2 separate regions of the Capra hircus genome follow, and region 2 is linked to region 1. Evidence: chromatin contacts called from public Hi-C data. All regions are on one chromosome and are shown on one strand. Each heading gives the region's core, a stretch centred on a gene start, on an enhancer-like site or on the middle of the called end of the contact. The rest is flanking DNA. Distances are from core to core; before and after follow the strand shown.

Region 1 (4,925 bases), core at 1,764-4,263:
CTGCTTGGAATACAGACATGATGGCTGAATTACAGAAGCCATTTTATAACCCTGAGCAAAAAGGTGGAAGGAGCCTTGATCTCTGAATTGATGCAGCCTCAAGACCAGCTTTGATCAGCCCCTTCCTAATATTATCACATAATAGAATAAATAGAATATTTGTTTAAGCTACTGCCACTGAGATTCTGCAGTAGAATGCCATTTCTAATCAGTTCATAAATCACTAATTAAAGTTTGTTATATTTAATTTAATTAGGATAATTTACTCTTGGAGATACTGCATGTACCCCAGCTTCAGTTTGAGGGGCAGAACAGGAGGACCTGCTGAAAAGGTATCCTGGATTTGCCAGACTCTTGACAGAAATGTTAGTTTTGACAGTTTCCTCTTGGAAATATATGTAAGAGAAATAAATGAGAGGGGTCCTAAAATTATTGAATTCTTAGGCTTCCATTGGAGTGTTTCTCAAGGCGTGGGCAGATTCGTGTGCTACAGAATCATCTGGATTCTTTTGCCATCTATTCAGTCAGGCCCTGCAGGGCTGAGTCAGGAATTTTCACACTAAAATTTGAACCTGATTGCTCCAGTGGTTGTGGTGGGTCATCTCTCTGGGGAATCAAATTGCTACATTAATCATATTGAGTTGGGTTGAACTGAATTAATGGGGAGGTCCTTGGAAAGGAGAAGTGAGCCTGAGTAATGATAATTAGCAAGAAGCCATCCCTGCCTATTTTCCCAGAAGACCAGTGGTTTGGGACTTGGGGCTGCCTTGGGAGAGGCAACAAGATTCACTTTACCACTTCCTTTAAACCAAGAATGATTTCACGCCACAGTCATTGTTCAGGGGCTTCCTTGGTGGTTCAGTGGTAAAGAATCTGCCTGCCAATGCAAGAGAAGCAAGTTCGACCCCTGGGATGGGAGGATAGCTTGGAGAAGGAAATGGCAACCCATTCCAGTATTCTTGCCTGGGAAATCCTATGGGCAAAGGAGCCTAAAGGGCTACAGTCCACGGGGTTGCAAATGATTGGACATGACTTTGTAACTAAACAGCAGCAATCATCATTGCTTACTGCTTTCTCTGTTTAATGAAGTTTGGATGGAGTTCCGCAAGGGACCTCAAGGGGCTTCTTTGGTGATGCAGAGTAGGAGGGTATAGAGCGTCGCCAAGGGAGTCCAGGGAAAATTATTAATATGCATCACCTCTTTAAGTGGTTTCTAGGGTCTGCAGGCTGCTAGTAATGAACAGTAGCAAACCCTTCTCTTTTTTTTTTAACATCAATGGTTCTCAAATGTGATCTGGGGATCAGAAGCATCAGCCTTTCTTGGGAAATGGTTAGAAATGCAAATTTTGGAGCTCTGACCCAGACCAGCTGCCTCAGAAATTCTGGGTAGGGGACCCAGGAATCTGTGTTTTATGAATCCTCCAGATAACTCTGATGTGTGCTTACATTTGAACTGCTTTCAACCTTGTCTTCCTGACATCCATTTTTTAATGGGCACAGAGATGAGAGATTGAGTGGGGTCCAGGGCTGAGTCCATGAGTAGTGCCCCGTTTTCCATAATTTCTCATCTATGTCACCTGCTATGCAATCAAGATTTAAGCAACCCTTTTCTAACAGATAACTTGCCCTAAATCCCTCCTTCCTGGAAAATCTGGTGTTTCCTGCCCTTGATGCCTCCTTCCTTGCTCAACTCCAATGGGAGCATCTTCCCCACAGGGAACTAACAGGAGCGAGAATTAGAAGATGGTGAAGCAGGGACTGTTTTCTAAGTAAAAAATTGGAACACAGGATTTAGCAAAGGAATTTGTGACATGTACATTTTTTATTTACCTGATTCTATTCCCTTACTCTTTGCCAGCATACTGGAATTTCTAGGGCATCCAAATGGTTTATGGGGACAAGGAGGCAGAATATTTTGCAAACAGGAGTAACCCAGAACATATGAGAGATATGATCCGGCTCTAAGGCTTAAAACCTGTCTATGAGACTGGGAAGGTACGTAAATGAGGAGAGGCATAAGACAGGGATGGGGTATAAACCAGGGACCACATACCCCTCTAAAAGAAGCACAAGTGGATATGTTAGGGTGGATGGTGTTAGAAGGAAATGAAACCCCAAGCTGGCCTGACCTTCCAACTTTTCAGGAGAAACTAGAAATCTTGGGGGATTTTTAAAATCTGGTTTTTCTTTCCTCTCTCTCTCACACAAACCATCATGCAAACTAAAGAAAATATTTTCAGGCAGTTACATCTCTTCTAGTCTAGGTAGGCAGATAACGTAACAAGGGGTATGGAAAAATACCAGGGAAGCAAAAGGAGTAACCAACACTATCTGGGAGGAAAAGGAAGGGCAGGCTTCCCCAGGGATGTCACATTTGACCTGAGCTACGTAGACTAAGCAGGGATTCTTCTTATCAAGAAAGTGGGGAAGTATAGCTCTGTGAGGAGATGGCTGCATTAACTGACCTTCTTGCAATCTGTACATGTATAAAATGAAAAGAAAGTGGGGAGAACACGCCTGCCCAGTGCACAGTGCTGGGTGGGTTTTCAGAGGGGCCCAGCTGCTTTGCGTGTGTTCGGCGAGAGCAAGGAGTGTGGGGGACGGAAAGAGACCAGAGGACATTGAAATCTTGGCCAAGACGTTCTTACTTAATCATGTGGACAGTGGGAGTGGCACAATCGGATTGGGGTTATTATTCACGGTCCCTCTCGGGGCTCAGGTGGAGAGCTGACAGAAAGTGCTCTTCCGAAGCTCTCAAACATCTCCCGAAACTGTTCAGGAGGGAACGGGGGGGGGCGCTTCCCAAAGGCACTAGGGTCCAGAAGGCCTTCAGCCCCCCGGATTCGGCTCAGGCCCCGACCCCGCTGAGCTTGCAGCCAGAGATAATGTGGTAGGGAGGCGGGAGCTGCACAGAGGCTGAGCATGAGTGTCTGTCCGGGAGTAGGCGGGTAGGCGGGGAGCAGTTTCCTCTCTCTCGCCTAGGAGGCGGCTGTAGCAGCCGGCAGTGTTGTGGTTACCAGGGCCTTGGGTTACGGCACTTTTTTTTTTTTTTTTTAAACCGTTGCAATACCTTTTAAATCAGGGCCCTGGACAGGATCCAAGGACAGTAGCAGGACCAGTTCCTAAGATGCTTCTTAAAGAAGCAGCTGCAGAGGGAGGGATCTGGAACCTGGACTGCTGGGGGAGCCCGAGGTCAGGATGGCCTTGGAAGTTGGGCAAGGTGGGAAGGAGATCAGATCTTCAGCTCACCCCACTGCCCTGTGCCTTTTTCAGGGCACTTTTGCATCTCAAGCACTTGAAGATAATCAGTGTTCCTGGAAAACTAGATGCAGTGGGTAGAGCAATCAGGGATTGTTGGGGCTCCACCTCCTTGGGAGGAAAGACCTTCCAGCTGGTCCAAGATTCAGGGGTCCAGCTTGGCAGTGAGGTCCCCATTGAGGGAGGCTAACACTGGGAGGTAAAGCATGTTGGAAAAAGCACGCAGGGGCCTGCTGGGGTAGGGGTCCGGAGGGAATGGATGTCCAGATCCATTGTGATTGTGACTTGAAGAAGTCTTCGTTGTGGTCCCCTTTCAGACATGGGGACACCATCTGATGGCTCAGAGGGTTAAGAATCTATCAGCCTGCAATGCAGGAGACCTACGTTCGATCCCTGGGTTGGGAAGATTCCCTGGAGAAGGGAATGGTTAACCTACTCCAGTATTCTTGCCTGAAGAATTCCATGGACAGAGGAGCCTGATGGGCTACAAGTCCATGCGGTTGCAAAAAGTCAGACAAGACTGAGTGACTAATTTTTTTTTTTTCCAGACACAGAATTTCTTCCTCAAAGAAATCAAGATTGGCACCCAGGACACTTGCATTCTGGTACATGTTGGTGGGAATATAAAATGGTATAGTCGCTATGAAAAGCAGCAGGGAGGGTTCTCAAAAAATTAAAAAGTACAGAACTATAATCCAGCAATCTCACTTCTGGGTATATTTTCAAAAGAATTGAAATCAGGATGGTGAAGAGTTATTTGTACTCCTAATGTCCACTGTAACGTTAACAAAAGCCAAGATCTGGAATCAGCCAAAGGTCCAATGACAGATAAATGATTGTATGCATACAATCAAAGTTTAGTTAGCCTTTAAAAAGAAATTCTGCCACTTGGGACAACATGGCTGAACCTGGAAAATATTGTGCTAAGCAAAAAGAACCAGTTACAGAAGGACAAATACTGCATGAATCCACTCACATGAGGGATCTCAAAGAACGTCTTGGAAGCAGAGAGGAGTTCGGTGGTTCCAGAGATTCTGTGGAACAACACAGTGTCTGGAGTTAAGAGTAATATTGTGCACTTGGACATTGTTAAGAAGGTGGATCTCATGGTAAGTGTTCTTTCCACAAAAACAAAACAAACAAAGCCAAAAAACAAAGGGGAGCAAGGAAAATTTTGGAAGTGATGGAAATGTCTATTACCTTGATTGTGGCAATGGTTTCAGGGGTGCATGCTTATGACCAGACTCATTCAGTCATATAGGTTACATATGTACAATTTGTGTGTGTGTGTGTATACATTATACCTTAAGAAAGTTCCTTCAAAAAAGAGAGAGACTTTCATTCTAATCTTTAACTTGCTATTGGTTTCCATTTTTAACCCTGGATAATTCACATACATTCCCTTCTCAGGCCTCACATCCCCCCACCCCACACTTTACCCAGTGCCAGGCATGGAGTAAATTCTAGCAAAATCTGTTGAACAAATGAATGAATAGCTGAATTAGCTGAATTGGGTCCGAAGTTGGACTGGGATCAGCAGGCTTCAGGGGCTACCTGAACATCTTGAAATTACATTCACAACTGTACATGTATGAGCAATTCTGTTTTTTCTGGATAGGTCTGTAGCTTTAATCACTCTTGCCATAATTTACTGAGGATTTGTTATG
Region 2 (4,925 bases), core at 656-3,155, 42 kb before region 1:
CAGTATCACGTGTTCTTTTTATTTTCCATAGCTTGCCTCCCCCAGGGTGAAAGTATGACCACAGTTCACCACTTCACAGCCACCACGGGCTACACGAGGGAAACCCCACCTCCCTCAACCTGCCCCATCTCCAGCCCTGCCCGCACTTTACAATTAGAACAATGTTTTCTAATTTGCATTCTGCAGCCTGAAGTGCTCAGGTTGGGGTAGAAACTTGGTTAAAGATGTTTAAGAGACACTGGATTCTTGGCTCCTTCTTTGTGAGTTTGCAATGCACGTTAGCATATTAAAGGCTCTGAACAGTCCTGCAGTTTGCTGAGCTGGGTAACTTGAGTGAACCTATGTGGTTAGTTGCTCAGTCACGTCTGACTCTTTGCGACCCCATGGACTCTAGCCTGCCAGGCTCCTCTCTATGGGATTCTCCAGGCAAGAATACTGGAGTGGGTTGCCATGCCCTCCCCCAGGGGATCTTCCCAGCCCAAGGATTGAACCCAGGTCTCCTGCATTGTGGGTGGATTCTTTGCCATCTGAGCCAACAGCAGAGCTGTGTAACTTGAGTGAACTTAGTGTTTCCCAAATTACTTGGCCACCCCTTCTTTTCTCGGTTGTGACCATTCACATCCAGAGCTGCCCCCAAGGCCCCTGGATAATGTGTTTGCACAGGTTTGGAGAAGCAGAGTCACATCTGAATACCTAGAAGGAGAAATGGTTGAAGCCCAGATCGAGGGGAATGAAGAAAGTGGTCTGGGTTGATGGAGGAAACCTCTGTTCCCATGACTTGACCTTTCCTACATGCTAGCCCCTGGGAGCTGGGGGACCTCAGGCAAGGCCCACTGGATCCTGTGATCTCAGTGTGCTCTCTGCTAAAGCTTGGAAAGAAGCTGCTTTGAGGATCTTTCACAGATGGGGAGTGAGGTGCATGTGCAGGCATTTAATCAAAATGCTTATACAGAGACGGGATTGTTACTGTCTCCAGATGACCCAGTGCTTCCTGAGAAGAATCTTGAATCCACAGATGGTCAGGCCTGGACAGGCCTGCCGAGGTTAGTTACTCCAGCCACCCCTCTGCACTGATGGGGAGGCTGAGGGCCAGGATCTACAGGCCTGGGGTCGGGGTGCTAGAAAGGACTGAGTGGAGAGCAGGACAGAGAGACTGGACAGGGTGGGGCAAACAGAGCAGGGAGAAAGACCACATCTCATACACGGCCTCCTAGACTTCAGGGAGGAAGACGAGGTACGCTCAGATGACAGATGAGCCCCAGTCCTGGCTCTGGGTCCCTCTCCCCGCCTCGGTTTCCTCATCTGCACGGGGATGAGGTTCCAGCTCTGGCTGTTGAGGGTACCTAGATCCACCAGGGGGCACCCGAGTCCTGACGGTGCTGAGGCTGTGGGAGCAGGAGGGTGGCAAGTGAGCCATGCCTGGTCCAGGAGGAGCAGCTCTGGCCTTAGCCCTTGGATGGACCAGACTCTGGGCCTGGGGCCGATGGTGTGCCCAGTGGGCAAGGGACTCCAGTGCCTCCCCACTTTAATTCACAGCGTGCGGTCCCCTTCCTCCCCTGCTGACCTCCAGCCCCTATTCTGACCTTCAGACAAGTCTAGAATGGAACAGTGAGTGACTCAAGGGCGGTCTGTTCAATTGCCCTAACTGGTTTAGAGGCTGAGGAAAGGTCAGGTGGGGTGAGGTGGCTGGGGCAAGTTAGGTCACTGAGGAGCCGGCAGCAAAGCTGACAAGTTAGGACCAGGGGCGTGTTCCCTCTTGGTTGGATGCCCAGTGTGGCATGGTAGCCCCTGGGGAAAGCCTCAGTGCTCCCTGACCTGAACAGAGAGAAGGGTTGGGGGAGCGGGGAACAAAAGGGTTCCTGTCGCTTGTCCCCTGCACGGGCTCGAGGGAGCGCGCTGCTTGGGGCCCAGGTGATTCTGTGTGGCCCAAGCCCCCAGGGCCCGCTGGGCACACACCCTGGCTCCCAGTCTCACTCCCGCCCTGATCCCCTCCTGGGAAAAGGACAAGAGGCCCCTGCTGCCTTCTCTACCAGGTCCTGGAGAGGAAGCTGTGACCGCAGGCGTCCTGGAGGCGCAGGCCCTATGTGGCCAGGAAGGAGACCTCAGTGGGGGTGACAGAGGCCAGCGGGAAGGCAGGGGCGGCGTCAGCCCCGAGGACCCGGTACAGCAGCTCCTCCTTCTCCTGCTGGAGCTGCCGCCGTGATTGTGACTCCTTCTCCAGGGCCTCACGGGCAAGAAGCAGGTCCTCCGAGAGCTGCCTGTGGACACAGAGCCAGCGCTGCCTGAGGGAACCACCTCTTGGGGCCTCCAGCAACTGCGAAGACCAGCCTATTCCTCCAGGAAGCCTGCCCAGTGGCCCCACTTGAAAAGGCAACTCCAGCTGTTGACCAAGGTGGCCCTCAGCTTTGGGTTCAGATCTGCTCCACTACTAAGAAGCATAATTCTTCCCAGGTATTCACTCTGGGAAAATCTGCAAAATGGGAATGCCAACAGGACTGGCTCTTAGAGTCATTATAATGATTAGGATTAGATGAGATAATATGTTGTCAACAAATTACATCTGACACATGATCTCATCTGTCATTGACTGACCCCTTACCACTGATTCAGTCATTCTTTTGGCCTCTTGAGCCCTAAGCTTCCTGTTCCTTCTTCCTGAACTGGGCTTTCCCATGGAGCCCACTCAGCTGGGATGGGGACAAACAGATATTAATCAGTCCTGCAACTTCTGTTTCCGGGCAGAGCTGGTCCCTTGGGATTCCTGACCCCCAAGCAAAGAGGAACCAGCATCCTCCCCCAGACAGGCTTGGGCCTCCTGGAGACTCTCCCAACTGAAGATTCACAAAAAATAAGCGGTGGGGATGGGAGGAGCAGGGTGTGGGAGCAACTACCTTGACACAGCCATCTGGTTGCGGCCTCTGGCGTGGAGGTCCTCGTTCTCCTGCTGCAGGGTGGTGATCTTCTCCTCCAACAGCAGATTTTTTTCTTTCTGTAACAAATCAGAGTGAGCTCAGAAAGCCTCCGGTACAACGTGTGCCATCACCTCCCTCTTATCCGTGGCCACCAAAAACACTGATTCACTTTAGACCAAATGTTACATTTCATGAGGCACTAAGATTACTTGGAACAATGCAACTAAGGCGTGAACACAGGACTGCCAACTTTTCACTTCGTCAGATGAGTATTAAAAAAAGAAGACAGCCACTACCATCTAAATCTCCATCAGTTCCCAAGAGAAAAAAAATAGTTTGGTTCTCCAAAAGACATAATTAAATACTGCATATAAATGTAAGTGTATCTGTTACGCTATTCCACAAAAAATGGTTGAACAAAATGGATAAGGGTCCACTGAAATGGTCTAACTTTAGGTCGTGTGGCACACAAGAGGCCAGGGAACTTCTTCCAGGACAATGCAACATAATCTATTTGGATGCAGTCCTAAGTCCCCCAAGGCCTTCCTTCTGGAGACAAAGTCATGGTGTCCCTAACGCCCACCACTGCCCAGGCCCGTCCTTGCTGACTCTGATTTCCCGTATCTGTCTGATTTTTTTTTTTTCCCGGTGTTGACTCCTTCCTCAACCCTTGCCAGACCTGTGACATCTGCCAGCCCCTTCTGGTTAGCCAGGCTACTTGCCCTGGTGTCACACAAGTGATAGCAACACTAATGGTCAAAAAGTACAAGACCAGGATGAGAAGGAGCCACTGCTGGGCCCAGACCAGCCCCAGTGACTCAAGGGCCAGCATGGGCAGGAGGTCAAAGCTGGTGCGGACCAGGCTAGGCCTTCCTCAGAGTATAATCAGTACCTACCCCCTGCACACATGACTGAGGAAACGCCCAGAAAGTGGAAGCACAAGGCTGCCTCCCCCAGCCCCCTTCCCCATCCCTCCATTCCAGCCACTGCCAGCCACGGACCACTGTCTCCATGAGGATCAGCCGCTTGTCCAGCTCATGGATTCGCTCGTTCTTCATCTCGATGACAAAGTGTAAGCTCTCCAGCTCCTGCTCCCAGAACTGGCTGAGGCTCCCGTGCTCCTAGACAGGAACACAGGGTGACCTTAGACCAGCCAGCATGGGGAGGGGCAGGGGAGTGGGGAGAGTGGGCTACCTCCCTCCTCCCCATTCTGCCCCCAACTGCGTTTGACAAGTCACCTCCCCCTCTTGGCCTGTGGCAAGCGCTTAACGTGCTGTATCTTACTCTATTCCAACAGTGCTTGCTGCGCTCGCACCATCACAGACAAGGAAACAGTGGTTCACGAGGTTAAGTTGCTTCTGCTAAGTGGTAGGTCTGCTCTTGGCACTTCACTCTGAGTCCAGAGCGTGAGCACTTGACCACCCACATGCCTCTCTCTGATCTTTACGTTCCCCCTCAGTGACACGGGGACACTGTTTCTTCCAGACCCTCATTAAGGTAAGAGCATCTGTTCTAGCCCCAACCTTGAAGAGGGACTGGCCTTTCCTGCTGCCCAGACCTGGACCTCTCTGGAGACTGAAGGAGGACAGGCTGTGGGGACCGCCACCTACCTGGATGTGCTTCTTGTAGTCTCGGCTCAGGATGGACTCCTCTGCCCTCTTCATCTTGGCCTGGAAGGCCTCCAGCTGTGCAGTCAGTCTGTCAATGGTCTCCTGGAGGGGGGAGCAGGCAGGAGATGATGCAAGCCTGGCTCATAAGGCTGGAGGTGGACTTCTCCACCCCTTGGGGAAGGGTCAGTGTTGGCTTCTTCAGTCTGTCTTTGCTCTACCAGCACTGCAGGCTTAAGCACAGCCCCAGCTCTCCATACCCTTGGGGACGATGTCAGGGTATTCAAGGCAGACTGGCATTCAAAGTGCATGCAAGCTGGGCTCAGCGTCCTTGCTCTGTCTCTTGTCTCACTGCTCCCTCTACATGCCTTCTCCTGCAGCCAACATCACATCACTCTTGCAGCTG

What was found. Hi-C and Micro-C count contacts between places; a contact is called where the count stands out from the background.
Region 2: a Hi-C map of blood shows a contact between it and region 1, with 6 times the contacts expected there. The contact joins two enhancer-like sites. A contact is called at or near these places in 3 of 5 Hi-C or Micro-C datasets (all in blood).

What each region holds. Positions count from the first base shown.
Region 1 is chr7:47,922,584-47,927,508 of ARS1.2, reverse strand. No RefSeq gene overlaps it. Among named protein-coding and RNA genes, the nearest start is that of CCDC69, 7.1 kb to the left of the region's middle. Within about 2 kb of position 3,013, at least 4 of the 5 cell types and tissues checked have an H3K27ac peak or open chromatin away from gene starts, as enhancers often do.
Region 2 is chr7:47,963,566-47,968,490 of ARS1.2, reverse strand. It overlaps CCDC69 (coiled-coil domain-containing protein 69), which reads right to left. Exons shown (of 9, transcript XM_005683187.2): 6 at 4,523-4,624; 7 at 3,914-4,033; 8 at 2,892-2,989; 9 at 1-2,258. The coding sequence ends at 2,081. Among named protein-coding and RNA genes, the nearest start is that of ANXA6, 33 kb to the left of the region's middle. Within about 2 kb of position 1,905, at least 2 of the 5 cell types and tissues checked have an H3K27ac peak or open chromatin away from gene starts, as enhancers often do.